Regions from separate parts of the Rattus norvegicus genome. Here region 2 is linked to region 1. Evidence: chromatin contacts called from public Hi-C data. All regions are on one chromosome and are shown on one strand. Each heading gives the region's core, a stretch centred on a gene start, on an enhancer-like site or on the middle of the called end of the contact. The rest is flanking DNA. Distances are from core to core; before and after follow the strand shown. Region 1 has its middle 37 kb from the start of Tmx1. Region 2 has its middle 89 kb from the start of Tmx1.

Region 1 (4,452 bases), core at 156-2,655:
TTTCCTTGTCTACCTGGAGTCTGGTTGAGATTTGTTTTTTCTCCTTTGACCCACGGAGACTTTGGCCCCTGGTGCACTGTTTATCGCCAGGGAGAGGCTGTCTTCACTCTGTCTGCCCAACATTAAGCCACCATCTGTGTGTAGCTGGCTCCCAAATACCATCTTTCCATCTGCTTGTCTCTCTACAAGGAATTTTTTAAAAAAAAATTTAGTTTTCTTTTTATTGGTTATTTTTGTTATTTGACAATTTCATGTGTGTACATAATTTATTTTAATTTTGTTGCAATTGTTTTTTTAAATAGCGTTTCACTGTATATAGCTTTGATTGACCTGGAATGCACTTGGTTGATCAGGCTGCTCTTGAACTCACAGAATTCCAACTCTCTCTGCCTCCCAAGTGCTGAGATTAAAGGCGCGGCCACCAAGCCTGGCTTTTGCTGGAATTTTAAGTTGTTTTAAAACAGAGAGCTTGATTTCTTCACATTAGCCTGTTTCTGCCCCAGGAGTCCCCACTCCAGAAAGAAGTCCATCATGTGTTCCTAATTCTTACGTGTTACCTTCCTGTCCACTGTTGTCAGGTGCATTGGCCAATCCTGGAGGTCCTGCTTGGGAAGTATTTCCTCATATGCTTCCTTCCTTCCTGCTCTCTATTCTCCTCTGATAATAGCAAGTTACATCTATCTCATCCAAATATCTGGATAGCTTCCCACAGGAGCAATGATGGCCGTGATTTGGAGAAAGCAATGTGCTTTTCTCTTTTTCCTGACTATGTCTTCAAACGTGCAAGCCAAAAATAAATGAATGAATAAATAAATAAAGTCAAGATCTGATTTTGGACATAAAAAATGGAGTTTTGCAGAAAGACAAGAAGTTTAAAGGTTGCCTTTGAGGGAGACAAAAGATTTTATTAATGTTTTCGGTTTCCAGTTCCACAGCAAGGATTAGCCTGGAAGAATATAAATGTCTACCACAAAGTAGGAGGTGTTTATTATACCAATTCTCAGTGGCAAGACTGTAGCTCGGAAGTGGAGGGCTGTGAGAGTCTGCCCTTCAGCCTGAATAAACCACCGGAGGTGGATGGGGTGCATGGTCTTGTGGATGTCTGACTTTCCCTTCAGGCTGCAGTCTGGAGACAGGCAGGAAAGAGGAAGAGAGGTTCCAGGAGGCCTGCTAAGGAACTTCTTGGCCACCCTGGAGGGTGATGAGATAAAGTAAGCTAGAGATGTCCGAGAGACCGACTGTAATCATGTCCCTCCACATTCGTCTTTCCTCTCAGGATATAAGAACACGGGGTGAGAGCCAGAGTGCCCCTGCGGGCCTGCTGACACGAGGGCATAGAGGCGCCTGAACATCAAACCAGTGAGAGCTGAAGGGAGGGAGGGAGGGAGGCAGTCAGAGAGCCACTAGGGACCAGCTGAAAGGGAGGGACAGACAATAATGTCTACCAGCTGCAATCTCAGCGGCCTCCCTTAATGACACCGCTGAGGATCATCAGCAAAGGGGACAAAACGTAGCTCTGGAAGCCAGAGGACCCCGTGTGGTTTTGAGGACTCTTTCCTCCTAAATCCATGAGCCATCCTCTTCACTAGGGACAGAGCTGGTAATAAAACTGCAGATTAAGCACAGTTCCCCCAAGGGGCAGATTGAACTGTGTTAGTTAGCATGAAGGCTCTCTCCGGACGCATCTGTCTCCCCGGACTGGGGAGGGGCTAGTGGGCAAGCGCAGATCTAGGCGAGTTTGGGTCTCGTTTCCGAACACTGGAGCTCTGGGGTGAATTTGTTGCACCCCGGTACTTGTCTATCCTTGTGCTTCATAGGCGTTCAGGAGTTATAGAACCTTTAAAGGCATGAGAATTGGATGCGATCTCCAGTTGGGCACTGAATGAAACACCAGCACTTCAGTGCCTAGGCCTCGGCGGTGCTGAGCCTGCCAAGCCCCGCCTCAGCCTTTCCTAGCTCCAGGTCTGTAGCTTCATAAGCGTCCCCCAGCCCCTGCTCTGTACTTTGTTCTACCTCCTGCCAGAGCAGATGTCTCCTACCACACTGCTTCGTTCTAGAACACCCCATGCCCCCTCCACGGAGGGTCTGTATGCTGTTTCCTTCTCCCTGCATTTCAGCTCTGGTGCTCTGAGACGACTCTTTAAGCAGCATGGTAGTAGCTTAGTGCTCGATTCACACCCAGGTCTCTGGAGGCACAGGCTAAAGCAGGGGTTCTTAACTGTGGGGGTCGCCAGCCCTTTGGCAAACTTCTGTCTCCAAAAAGATATTTACGTTACAATTCATGACTGCAGCAAAATCGCAACTATGAAGTAGCAGTGGAAATAATATTATGGTTGGGGAGGGTCACCTCACCACGAGGAACTGTATTAAAGGGTCAATAGCATTAGGAAGGTTGAGAACCACTGTGCTAAAGGTCAGGTCAGGAGTCTACAGTTCATAAACGTTCTGCGGGTACATCTGGGTGCAGCCAGCCTGAGAGCTGCTGAACCAGCAGGCGGAGGACAGACTGTTTAGCTCCATAAACTGAGGGAATTAATTGTGTTGTTTTAAATTTCTCAATTAGCACAGAGCTAATGATTCAAACACATTTTATGTCTGAATCTATAGATATTGGCTCTCCTGCCTTTGGAAGCATTTCTCAGTAGCAATTGGAGTCTTCAGAATTTCCACTTGAATGCTAGCTTCAGCTTATAAGGGGAGGAATCAAAATTGAGAAGGCTCGTGAGCATCCCAGTGCAGAGGCACAGCGGTCCCTTTCCTTCTCTAAGCCATAGAACTCCACAGTCTACTGCAGAAAGCTCTCTTAGCTTTAATGAGATCCCCACTGGATCCCAGAGACATCTGCTTTCTTTCCTCTCCGTTCCCTCAGTACTCCAGGGCCTTATTTCCGCGAAGAGCCATGTCATCAACAAGATTAGCATTTCCGGATAAGCCCTGTCCTCAGGAACCTTCTTCTGCTCATTTATTCTCTCATTACCACTCGTAAAAAAGCAGGTGGGCATCTGAGAACCAGGCTGGTCCACATCATGTGCTCATCAATTTAAGTAGATAACTCCATGATAGATGTTTCCTTTTAGGTTATACTGTGGATCTTGTGCGTGTGTGTCTGTGAGTCTGTGTGTTAGTGCATGCACGAATGCACACGCGCACGTGTGTGTGTGTGTGTGTGTGTGTGTGTGTGTGTATGTGCGTGTGGCCAGAGGATGTCAGCTGTCATTCCTCAGGTGCTGTCCACCTTATTTTTTTGAGATAGGATCTCTTACTTCCTTGGAGCTTGTCACGTAGGAGAGGCTGGCTGGTCAGAGAGCCCCAGGCATCCGCTTGTCTCTACTCTCTTCTTTAACGCTAGGGTTTTAAGTACATGTCACCACACCCAACTTTTTTTTTTTCTTGATTTAGATCCTGGGAGAATGGAGCTCAGTTCCTCACATTTGTAACACAAATCTTAGTAAGACATAATTACCTACAGTGAATTATATCCATTTAGGTGAAGGCAGTTTTGTCACCAAGTAAGATTTTACAAATGTCTGTAATAAGTTTCCTCAGGGCTACGGGGGTCAGTCTCTCATCCCTGACCCCAGGCAACAAGGATCTGCTTTCTGTCCCCACAGGTCAATTTGCACTATATAGAATTGCAAACAAATGATTTTATGCAATAGTATGATTTTTTTAATCCAGTTTCTTTTGTTTGTCGTAATATTTTTAATGCAAATTCCTTTCATTTTATCCTAACCTTTTGTTTTCCTCCTGCCTTAGTTTCTTTTCCTGCTGCTGTCATAAAACACCCTGACAAAAGCAACTTATAGGAGAAAGGGTTTATTCTGGCTTACAGTTCATCATGGCAAACGAGTCAAGGCACCAGGAGCTTAACGCAGTAGCTCACATCATACCCATTATGGTACCCAACCTGGTACCACCATCAAGAAACAGAGTGATGAGTGAACAAGGAGTGAAGAAAAGATCAGCTCCTTCCCTCCATGTATACAGTACAGGATCCCAGGCAGGGAATGGTGCCGCCCACAGTAGACAGCCTTCCCTTTCAGTGAACACAGTCAAGATGACTACCGCAAGCACATCTAGAGGCTCATCTCTCGGGTGACTCTACAGTCTTTGAAGTGGAAAGTTAGCACTAACCATTACACTTAGGTAGTCTTTCCAGTACCATCACCACTCCTGCTCTCTTAAATCTGGTGACTCCATCCCTTCTGTCAATACGCATACATAGACATATAAGAGACCCAGGGTGGTTCGATCTGCACAGATCTCATTTGCAGTACACAAACTAGGACAGAGTTGCGTGGAAGAATGGATTTGGAAGGGGCAAAGGAGAACATTCCAGAGCAATAGGTAAGCATTCCTTTAAACAGAAAACTCAGAAGTTCTGAAGGGGCCTGTCAATGGTAACATCATTTCAATGGTGCAGCGCACGCATGCACACACATAATATCCACA
Region 2 (5,128 bases), core at 189-2,688, 52 kb after region 1:
ATTATATCTGGAAAATGAGGTCCCCGTGGCCCAGCATTTTTGCCAGGTCACACCCCAGACCCAGGAGCCAGCCAATTTGCTATTCAAGAAAAGACCCCTGACTCTCTGTATCAAATGTTTAACTCCCCTGCTGAAGCCTCACGGAAAAATACTTTTGGGGATACTAGCATGGCCTTGTATTTCTCTACTAAGAGAAGGGCCTGTTCCAGTCCTGATAGGTAAGCAAACTTCGAGGCACGCAGAGGTGCAGTGGTTTGAAACATGGATGAGTAGGGGGCTTGCCATGAAAGAGAAGCTCAGTCTTGTTGGCTGTGCCCACTGGCTTGTGATTATCACCAGTAAGAAGCACACAAGGTGCATAACATGTGTTTAGCCTCAGAGGACTTTGACTCTGGAGCTCAGTGCCTCCTGTGAAGAAAAATCTAGGAAACAAGGGAGAGCTCTTTGCTTTTGTTTTGTAGTGGGAACTGTGTCCTCCCATGGCTCGCCAGGAGGAGGAAAGGTATTGTTTCATGGGTACCCAAAGCTGAGCACCACTCATGCCCTAGAAACAGCTGCAGAGACCCAGCTTAGAGCTTGCATTTGAGAAGAATGGTGGGGGTGCTGGTGGGAAGTAGAGCGGAGGTGCTGCTTTGGCTGAGAGGGCCTGGGCAGGGGAAAGGGCCACTAAGTCAGTCCCAATATGACTGGAGCCAAATAGGGAGTTAAGCCAAGGTCATGAGATGGGGAATCTCACAGAGGGCCAGGATCTGTGAACAGGAGAGGAGGCTGAAGCAGACACAGAAGGTAGCATGAAGGGGACTTAGTCGATTATCCATGGTAATAACAAGACTCGTGGGATAAGCCATGGAAAAATGGCAACAAGTCAGTGATAGGCCCCAAAGCCTTAGAGGCTGGCACCAAGCTTCAGTCAGCTGTGGGATGGAGTTGACACTGACTATGATCTGCTGGCAGGGTCCTTCCACAGTTTGCATAGAGATGTCATAGACCTATAGCTATGTACTGTTGGCATCTAGGAAGCCATGATGTTCATTTCCGGCGATGTTCATCAGTCAGAAACCACTGAGACAAATCCATGTTCTAATGAGAATCTTCACATGATGAGGCGATATACTGAGACCATGGCTCAGAGATCTGAGCTGTTTGCTGGGTTGGCTCGGATTGTGCGTTGTTGTTTGTCCACAGTGCTAAGTCTAACTTGGGTTCTACAAGAAAGGATGAGCTGATGAATTAGTGAAGTGGGCTGTGAGATTTGTGAAGGCTGAGTGAACAGTGGCCTCAGCCCCATTGTTTAGCATGTCTAACTTGGCCTCAGCCTCCTGACCTCATAGAAAGCGTGCTCCTCATGGCCACAGAACTCAGGAAGCACTCTAAGGCTGGAGCTGAGCACACGGGATGCCCAGGCCAGCAGACTTCATTGAATCATAGCTTCTTCCTTCTCTGCTGCACCACAGAGCGCCACAGACACACTGACCTCACTTTCCCAGTCCCACCCTTGGCCTCTGTTAGGTTTTGCAATAGGAATTTGGCCGTAAAACTCATTTGCACAATGGCTAAATTTGTTTCACATGTAGAATATGACTCTCTTAGGGATGGATTCTAGGAAGAGGAATGGCAAATTAGTTCAGAATCCCCAAGTGCTGGAAAATGTAATTAACTAGGGTGATGGTGAGAGCTGGTTGGGAGAAGATGAGGAGAAAGAGAAGGAGAAGGAGGATGAAGGAGGCAGGATTTGGGGGGAAGCCCAGTATGAAGAAGCAGCAGTAGATCATCGTCTCTTCTCTTGTCAGAGTAAAGACGCAGAATTGAGGTCGAGGGTTACAATCTGCTCAGTGGAGGAAGGGTGGACCCCAGGGATGGGATGGAGGGAGGAACCTGGTCTTGTCTCTGTTGAGCAATGCTCGGGAGTGGTCACATGGGTCTTGAGAAGCAAACGGTCAGCGACGAAGCCCTAAGCCTGGCTCCTCAGGCACAAAGTAGGGACACAATCCAGGTAAGTGGCTGTGTGTCCAGGTGTCACCAACGATTGCTGTGCTCTTTATAGAAGCCGGAAGTGACTTGGGTCCCTGAATGGTTAACTAACTCCCCTGGTTTGCAAAGTGACTGATCGCATATAGGATTCAAATCCCACTCTGTTTTCCCTGCTGATGTTTCTGGGACCTTGACACTTAAGAAGAAGAATAGGGTATAATACCTTAGTACCTGACATTGCTAAGGTCCTGAGTTCAACTGTGAGTCCTGGAAAACTACAACAACAGCAACAATGACAACGACAAAAAGAAGTCAAACCCAAGTGAGGACAAGCCTTTGATGATGAGTTCTGATCTTTGGAATATGAAGGTGTAGCTCAGTGAATAGAGTGCTTGCTACCATCAACCTTCCTCATGCTGTGGTAACCCCCAGTCATAAAATAATTTTTGTTGCTACTTTATTACTGCAATTTTGCTACCTATATGAATCATACTATAAATATCTGTGTTTCCCGATGGTCTTAGGTGACTCCTGTGAAAGAGTTGTTTGCACCCCAAAGAGGTCACGACTCACAGGCTGAGAACCATTGCACTAAGCAATGGATTCTATACGAAGTACCTCATAAACTGGAGAGGGAGGCTCATGCCCATACCACAGCACTCAGGAGGTAGAGGCAGGAGGATCAGGCATAGAGGTCATCCTCAGATACAGAGTGGGTTTCAGTCCATCCTGAGATACACATTAGACTCTGTCTCAATACAATAGGAATAGGGTTTTCTCCCTGTGTTTGTTACCATGCGCCCCGATAGAGACCATCAGTGCCTAGTGCATGAGACCTGGTTCTGCCTTTCTCTCTAATTCCTAACTCACGGACTAGCAGGGCATCCTGCTCTGCTCTGAGGTATGTGCGTGTCTTATCGAGGTTCCCAACAAAAATGTCTGACTTCTCTGCTTCTATTCTCCAACTTCTCCTCTCCCAACCCTCTTTATTTTATATTTTATTTTTTCTTCCTTCCTTCCTTCCTTCCTTCCTTCCTTTCTTTCTTTCTTTCTTTCTTTCTTCTTTCTTTCTTTCTTTCTTTCTTTCTTTCTTTCTCTCTTTCTTTTTTAGCTAAGAGAATCCGTGATAAACCATTTGTTTGGAAAAATAGGCAGCCTGCTGAGTCCAGATCACCTTCAAGTGCTTTTGGTATTCAGAGACGTAAAATCTTATTATTCGAGTTTGTTTAAAGAGGCATCCAGAACATGTCCAGGCAGGGCCTGGGGTGGGCTGATCTCAGTGTGGCTGCTGGCTCCACAGGGATAATCACAGGACACCGTGGCCGCATCTCACCACCAGCTCTCAGAAACTAAGCCTGAACTTCTGGGGCCTGGCTGGAAACCACCAGCCATCACTGCCAAGCAGGAGCCGTGCCCTCACGGGCCATCTGCAGAAGTGGTGCGGCCATTTGCGGGCGTTGAGAACAAGCCAGTGGTTGAAGCCAGCTTTTGCTGCTAGCGTGGGCTGCTGGCAGTAAAGCCAGAGTGCAGAGGATCCTGGGGAAGTCACCCCCTCACAGCCTCCTTCAGCTGCCCAGCTGCACTAGATCTAATTTAATTTAGTCAGATCATCTTCGCAGCACAGCATGAGCTGGACCATCAATCTCAGTCAACACAGGAGAAAACCAGGACAGGAGGGGGCCCACCCAAGGTTACACTGAATCACTAGCATTTAAAACTGGAAACACAGCTTCCACATTGCTATAGAAACACATTCAAATGAATAAAAGCAATCGGAGCAGTGTCTTAATTACAGAGCTCCTTTCTGGGGCTAGATCATTATAACGCAAGTGCAAACAAATTAATACTTCCCTGCTTCCCTTTTGGGAGAGGAAGAGAGCAACACGGTGCCAACGCAAACCACTTGATTTCGTGGTATTTCGACGGTTCCCACTGTCATAAAGAATCCACGGGTGTTACATGTTGGCACTTTCAAAACACTAACACCCTAAATCTTTGCTATTGTAATTCCTAAATTTTTTTACGAACACATTTATGGAAAAAGATCCACCTGTTATTCAAAACTTACAAGTTTGTATAAAGGGCTGGGGCGATGACTCGGGGCTGCAGTGCCTGCCACGTAAGCACAGTGATCTGAATTCATATCCCCAAGCACCCACAAAAAGGCCAGGCCAGGCGTGGTGCTTGTAACCTCAGAGCTGGCTGGGCAGCTCGATGTCCCTCTGGGCCAGCTGAAACAGACCATCTCAAAAGACAAGGAGAAAAGCAAGAGAGGAAAATGCTCAACCTTGTTCTCTGCTTTCTATGTATAGCACAGGTGAGTGTCCCTATGCATATCCTGTGCCATTTTGAGTGACAATTGACTAACTTTTAATATTTCCATACTTCTTCAGCTTCTTTCTTTTTCTATGAATATATTCATAAATATGTTTCTTTAAACAAAAATAAGATGTTTTTACTGTGCAGTTTAGAGGCCTAAGGTTTTTGATTGCACTTTCTGTTTCTATAATGTTAAGTCCCAAGCACATTCTTCTGTCATGTAACGAAGAAATGATTTCGTGGTATTTCGACAGTGCCATCCACTCTTCACTTATGGCGCCCAGGATGTTTGAGTGTTGAAGAAGGATGGACCAAAGATAACATTCCCATCACTCCATACTCAGAGAGGAAAAAGAAGTAGACACTCCCCTAACTTCCCGAGAGCTGGCCCATGTCCCCTTCCTCACGGGTCTCTGCTCTCAGAAGCAGAAGGCGTTTGTTTCTCCCCTGTCCTTTCCATCTGCAGCCAGGTCACCGGCTTCCTTCTTAAAAAACTCACTACTCCGGGACTGGGGATTTAGCTCAGTGGTAGAGCGCTTACCTAGGAAGCGCAAGGCCCTGGGTTCGGTCCCCAGCTCCGGAAAAAAAACAAAAAAACAAAAAACTCACTACTCCAATCATGGCTTACTTTTGGACATCCATATCCATTGAAATGCTGCATCTTCTCAGAAGTGTCTAAATACAAGCAAATGTCTCCCATGATGATGGATCTTCCTGATCTCTGCTCAACTTCCACAATCAAGACAGGAGCATGGCAGCATCTAAGCAGGCATGGTGCAGGAGGAGCTGAGAGCTCTACATCTTCATCTAAGGCAGCTAGGAGAAGACTGGCTTCCAG

Evidence for each region. A called contact is a pair of places that touch in the nucleus more often than the background predicts.
Region 2: a Hi-C map of psoas muscle shows a contact between it and region 1, with 2.4 times the contacts expected there. The contact joins two enhancer-like sites. A contact is called at or near these places in 2 of 12 Hi-C or Micro-C datasets (mammary epithelial cells and psoas muscle).

Annotation. Positions count from the first base shown.
Region 1 is chr6:94,731,501-94,735,952 of GRCr8, forward strand. No RefSeq gene overlaps it. Among named protein-coding and RNA genes, the nearest start is that of Tmx1, 37 kb to the left of the region's middle. Within about 2 kb of position 1,406, at least 13 of the 93 cell types and tissues checked have an H3K27ac peak or open chromatin away from gene starts, as enhancers often do.
Region 2 is chr6:94,783,268-94,788,395 of GRCr8, forward strand. No RefSeq gene overlaps it. Among named protein-coding and RNA genes, the nearest start is that of Tmx1, 89 kb to the left of the region's middle. Within about 2 kb of position 1,439, at least 15 of the 93 cell types and tissues checked have an H3K27ac peak or open chromatin away from gene starts, as enhancers often do.